Linked DNA regions of Oryctolagus cuniculus: region 1 is linked to region 2. Evidence: chromatin contacts called from public Hi-C data. All regions are on one chromosome and are shown on one strand. Each heading gives the region's core, a stretch centred on a gene start, on an enhancer-like site or on the middle of the called end of the contact. The rest is flanking DNA. Distances are from core to core; before and after follow the strand shown. Region 1 holds the start of BMP4 (bone morphogenetic protein 4). Region 2 has its middle 44 kb from the start of CDKN3.

Region 1 (2,972 bases), core at 187-2,686, 360 kb after region 2:
CGTCCCGGGGACGAGGGGCCGGCCAGACCCTCGGCATGGCGCGCCGCAGCTGGAGGCAAAGGCCAGGTCCTCCGCGCGCTGGCGGCGGGGCACCGGCCGAGGTTTCCGCTGAGCGCCGCCGTCGGGAGCTCCTCCCCGGCCGCCGAGGCTCGGGCGGCGGGCGCGGAGGTTGGCCTCGCCTGGAGGGGCGGGGACCGAGCGGGGGCGGCGGGTGGAGGCGGGGCGGGCGGGGCCTCGGCGTTCACGTGACTCCGAGGGGCTGGAAGAAAAACAGAGCCTGTCTGCGCCCGAGTCTCATTATATTCAAATATTCATTTTAGGAGCCATTCCGTAGTGCCATCCCGAGCGACGCGCGGCCGCAGCTTCTCTGAGCCTTTCCAGCAAGTCTGTTCAAGATTGGCTGCCAAGAATCATGGACTGTTATTATATGCCTTGTTTTCTGTCAGTGAGTAGACACCTCTTGCTTACCCCCTCCCGGGAATTCACTGCCCTCCACGCTCCGCTCGCGGCCCCGCAGCCGGCGCGCGCAGACCCAGCCGGTTCTTTTTAACAAGTGCTGCCGGCTCCGATCGGGCGCGGTGCAGGGCAAGGGAGCGCGCGGGGCTGGGGTTGGGGTGGGGGCTCAGAGACGACAGGTCCGCTGCCCCGGGGTGGTCCTGCGCGCCCGCCACTCCGCGTCCCTGCCCCGCTGGCCTAGGGGAGCGTTCCGAGCGCCCGTGGAGCGGTCCCAGCCTCTTGTCAAAGCTCGCGGAGTTCTCCCCGGAGCCGGCTGCCACCCCCTTCCCCGGGAGGGAGCGTGCCGACACGATCACACCTCCTGCCGAGTATTTCACCCTCGTCGGCCACGGCGCAAAACCGGCCGCCGGGGCAGCCCCCCCGGACCCCGCCGCCCGCCCCGCGCCTCCGTCCAGTCCCTGCCTCTCCGCCTTCCCTCCCTGACGGTCCCGACCAGCTGGAGGTTGTGGAAGTTGGGCTCGGAGGGCGGAGGAAGGTGGGGGTGGAGGGAGAGGGGGGAGAGGCTGAAAGTCGGCCGTGGAGAGCGAGGGCATTTGCGTTCTCCCTCCCCCCCCTCCTCACCCCCCCCTCCATGTTAACTGTTTATTCCTGAAGAAGCCACGCTGAGATCATGGCTCAGATGGCAGTTGGGACAAAAAAAGATTAACAGGATGGAGGCTATCTGATTTGGGGTTATTTGACTGTAAACAAGTTAGACCAAGTAATTACAGGGCAATTTTTACTTTCAGGCCGTGCACGGCTGCAGCTGCTTGGGGGGGGGAGGGGGTGCGAGGGAGAAGGCACAGACTTGGGTCTTTCCGACCTGCTTGGCATCCCGACCCTGTGCTGCTAGCCCTATATGCATATGCGGACACCTCTCTGTTTCTCTCTATTTACTGGTGTTTATTTATTCCACCCCCCCACCCCTCCCCAGAGACACCATGATTCCTGGTAACCGAATGCTGATGGTCGTTTTATTATGCCAAGTCCTGTTAGGAGGCGCGAGCCATGCTAGTTTGATACCTGAGACGGGGAAGAAAAAAGTCGCCGAGATTCAGGGCCACGCGGGAGGACGCCGCTCAGGGCAGAGCCATGAGCTCCTGCGGGACTTCGAGGCGACGCTGCTGCAGATGTTCGGGCTGCGCCGCCGCCCGCAGCCTAGCAAGAGCGCCGTCATCCCGGATTACATGCGGGATCTTTACCGGCTCCAGTCAGGGGAGGAGGAGGAGGAAGAGCAGATGCCCAGCGGCGGTCTCGAGTATCCGGAGCGTCCGGCCAGCCGGGCCAACACCGTGAGGAGCTTCCACCACGAAGGTGAGTCCCTGGCTGGCGTCTGGGCGAGGGGGGAGGGCCAGCAGGCCTGGCTGCGGGGGCCCTGAGCACCCTGGGGGAAGAGTTCAGGTTACATCAAAGCCCCAATCGGAGAGGCTGGGGAACGGGGCTGCTCACCTCCAAGAATTTCCAGAGCTGCCTCTGAACTTATTTGGGGGGGGGGCGGTTAGGGGGGTGGAGGTGGGGGTAGTTGGGAGATGGGGACTGAGGCTGCTAGTCCCGCTGGTGTGTTTCTGCCATATCAAAGCTGTTTCTGCCCCCCGCCCCCCCTTTTTCCAAAGCACCTACCGAATTTAATATTACAGCTGTGTGCGTTGGTCAGGTTTATTCAATAGGGGCCTTGTAATCTGATCTGAATGTTTCCTAGCGGATGTTTCTTTTCCAAAGTAAATCTGAGTTATGAATCCACCAGCATCATTACTGTGTTGGAATTTATTTTCCCCCCTGTAACATGATCAACAAGGCATGCTCTGTGTTTCCAAGATCGCTGGGGAAATGTTTAGTAACATACTCGAAAGAGGAAGAGGGAGAGAGTGGTTGCATGCATGTTTCCTCCAGCCTGGGCTCTGTGGGCCAAGCCAAGAGGGGGCTTTAAATGGGAGTCTGAGCGTGATGGAGAAAGGGAGTGGCTGCGTGGAAGCTGTCAGGCACATGGGGGAGGCTGGGAGATGCTCTGTCTTGGGTGCTAGACAGGCGCCAGCTAAGTGTTGTTGGTTCCCTGGGTGCCCTACCTAGCTGCTCCTTCAGACCCACAGGCAGACACCCCTCCCCTGCCCCCACCGTAGTCTTCCAGCTTATAAGCAGAGTTCACCACTCATCACCCCGCTCAGCTACTTCCGCCATCCCCATCTCTCAAAAAAGTTCACGTGCTCTTTCATTTTCCCTTCCTTCTCACCGTGCCCAGAACATCTGGAGAACATCCCAGGGACCAGCGAAAACTCTGCTTTTCGTTTCCTCTTTAACCTCAGCAGCATCCCAGAGAACGAGGCCATCTCCTCCGCAGAGCTCCGGCTCTTCCGGGAGCAGGTGGACCAGGGCCCCGACTGGGAGCGGGGCTTCCACCGGATAAACATTTATGAGGTTATGAAGCCCCCGGCGGAAGCAGTGCCCGGGCACCTCATCACACGACTACTGGACACGAGACT
Region 2 (3,017 bases), core at 77-2,576:
AAGAAGCAGCAGCAATTTATAGTTCAGCTGAAGCAAGTTCTTGTAATAATGACAGGCGCGGTTCAGCCGTAACCCCTGGGGATGTGTGCAACACGGTGAACAATACCCTCTCGGTGACGTGTTTGAATTATGAATCCAGTGGCGGGCTCTCTCAGTGCTGTCCAGCATGGCTTTGGTGTGAGCTGATGGAGCATTTTGTACCTGGGATTCCGAACTTTTATGAAGGCCAATACCCTGAAACTCATTCAAGCCATAAATTCACTTGTCTTTGAGTTTACAAGGCAATAAACAGCAAAGGCCTTTGACCTCAACATTTACTGAATACATTTGCAGTAGTTGTGTTTATTGACAACTATTTATAGGGAAGCATTGGGTACTGAATTTCCTAAGGTGCAAGGGAGAACAAATTTGGGGGTCTTTTTCCAAACTAAATAAACAAACAAACAAAGAAATTCTGAGTTTAATGTTTGCCTCATTTTGACAGATTTTCAGTTTGCAAGTTCAGGTTTGAGTCTGTACACAAATCGTGTTTTGGGGATTTCTTTCCTTGTGATAAAACCTTAGATTGGATAAGGCCCGAAAGGATGAATAATGAGAGGAATAGCACTGGGAGACGTGCCCACCTGTCCCAGTCACTGGGCACTCAGCACTGTAGAAGTCAGACGGAGGAGGATGTGAGGGCAGCGGGAGTCTTTGCCCAGGGGTTCACTGCCTGTCATGAGGAAATCCCTTCCCTTCTGTGTGAGCAGCCAGTTATAAGGGACACAAATACTGTGTCTCCCTTAGACGTTGGGAGAATTTACCAACGCCACATCCATTGTGTATTTTGAATTTATTGGATTAAGACCATGAAAGTAAAAGGCAGTGGGGGGCGGGGCAGGTGCTTAATTACTGAAATAATTACTGTGATGTTACAGATGGGGAAACCCAGCACCAGGTCAGGCATTCTGTTGCAGATACAGGGTGAGCCAGTGGTGAGAGCTGGACCTGCAGAGCTACTGCAGGGGCCTGGGAACAGGGCACGGAGCAGCCATACTTGGAAGGGTCCCTTTCCCTCAGGGAGGTTCCCCCAGGCCGAGGTTTCTCTGTGGGCTTCGTGGGCACATGAGGGAACCCCTTCTGGTGATGCTATCTGTGCACGGTTGAAATAGAACTGCCTTGCTGACGGTGCTGGGGCTCATTCCCGGGAGGACGAGACGTGCTGGCCGCTAGCGTCACATCTGGCAGAGGCAGGAGTACTGCGGGAGGAGTTAGGAGAATCCATCCCGCCCCGATTCCATGGCAACGCTGACACCACACTCTCAGGAGGTGACTTCTGCAGAAACTGGGTCTGGCCCAGCTGGCTTAAAACACTTCAGCTCACAAAAATTCTCTGCATGCTTTCTTCTCACAGAGGGCGCAAGCGGCAAACAAAGGAAGCGAGTGCTGTTTGGCCCCGCGGGCACGCTGTGTCCTTGGTCCCACTCCACTGAGGCTGGGCTGTATCTTTGCCCATTGACCTGAATCTGGGCTTGCTTATGTGTCTGTTTTAACAGACGGTGACAGAAAAAGGGTATTTCCTTTGCTTGTTGTGTGTAAGTGTGGGATCTTACTTGGTTGGTTTAGCTTCACAGATCTGGTGTGGGATGTCAGTGGTTAACCATTTGAGTTAGCTCTGCCTTGAGGAGATCACTCCATTGCACAGGCTACCTTCTTCCAAATAGCATTGAGAGAGCGTTGGTGACTCGGGACAGGTCCCTGGCTAACACCAAGGAAGTGATTCCTAGAGTAGGCATGACTGTTGGACAGCCAGCTGGGGAGGTTAAGGGATGATAATTAGAATCCTATGTGATAGGATTAGATTATGTGATAGAGTTAAGAATTTTGCATTATCCTACACTTGTTAGATATTTCTTTGTGGTCAAATTTGGTGCAGCATTTCACTATGGCCAAGTCACACTGAAATTCATCTCACCTCCATTGGGTCACTTCGTACCTTCCTCTGGCCTGTAGCTGAAGACAGCGCTTCATGTGAAGTCAGGGTGTTGTGCAATGAGGTTGGTTGGGCAGAGCAAGTAGCTGCTTTCGAAGGTTATCATGTGTTATGCCTTTTTCCAGTTCAAGAGCATATCTTGTTTTAAACAACGTTTTGAAAGGCAGCCAAAGAAAAGGTTGGCTCGGATCTGCCCTTACCAGTCCTGTTTATGGGATACAGTGTTCCACGCCTTGGCGGAAGGTGATAAAGCAAAGCTGGCTTGGGGAGGTGTGTAGAAATGTGTTCGTGTGTTTGAATTCCATGTCCAAGAGTCAGCCCACAGGGAAAGAATTAAGTAGGAAAACACGGCGGTAGGAAGGTTGATTGCTATCTTACATTTGGTTACAGGTACTGAGGTTAAGGGTGAAGTCCTTTTAACTAGTTGTTAGTGAAGAGTAGAGTAGACAAAGCTAGCCGAATGACTTCTTTGATGGGTCGTAGTAGAGGCAAGAATATGAAAATGGCACGAGGAAGACAGCGGGGACTTCTATTTTCTTGCCAATTTCACTCTGAGCAAATATGCAGGCAAACAATAAGGTTTTCTTTGCAAGCCGCTTTCTCCAGGGAGGCAGGAGTATTATGACCCAGCTGCTCTCACTTGAGCTTCGGGACACTCACCTGCATAAACGGGAAGCTTCACCCCCTGGAACAACTAGAAACTTCCCAGAAAGCGGAGCACTGAGCCTTGTGTTGGAGACAAACAGAAAAACACAGCCCATGGAAAGCCGTTTGTTAGGTGTCGAAGGGAAATGCCCTCGGCCAAGCTCGGCGGGCAGGAGATAGGACCCGCGATCGGAAGGCGAGAAGGAGGCGATAAGGCTGTGATGAAAGCAGCCTCCGTCCCCGGAATGGGTTTCAAGGTGAAGTGAGGAGGGCCAGGATGTCTCTGAGACAATCGCGTCGTGCTGCTCAACCCTGGCGCACACTGCGGAGTCGGGTCTAAATGGCTCTGTTTGAGCAACGCAGCGTGTGCAAGTGTGGAATCTACTGAATTGTGCTTAGG

The links. A called contact is a pair of places that touch in the nucleus more often than the background predicts.
Region 1: a Hi-C map of an unstated tissue shows a contact between it and region 2, with 3 times the contacts expected there. The contact joins the promoter of BMP4 here to the enhancer-like site in region 2. A contact is called at or near these places in 2 of 6 Hi-C or Micro-C datasets (skin fibroblasts and an unstated tissue).

Annotation. Positions count from the first base shown.
Region 1 is chr12:22,466,373-22,469,344 of mOryCun1.1, forward strand. It overlaps BMP4 (bone morphogenetic protein 4), which reads left to right and starts at 1,437. Exons shown (of 2, transcript NM_001195723.1): 1 at 1,437-1,809; 2 at 2,732-2,972. The coding sequence starts at 1,437.
Region 2 is chr12:22,104,930-22,107,946 of mOryCun1.1, forward strand. No RefSeq gene overlaps it. Among named protein-coding and RNA genes, the nearest start is that of CDKN3, 44 kb to the left of the region's middle. Within about 2 kb of position 1,327, at least 1 of the 8 cell types and tissues checked has an H3K27ac peak or open chromatin away from gene starts, as enhancers often do.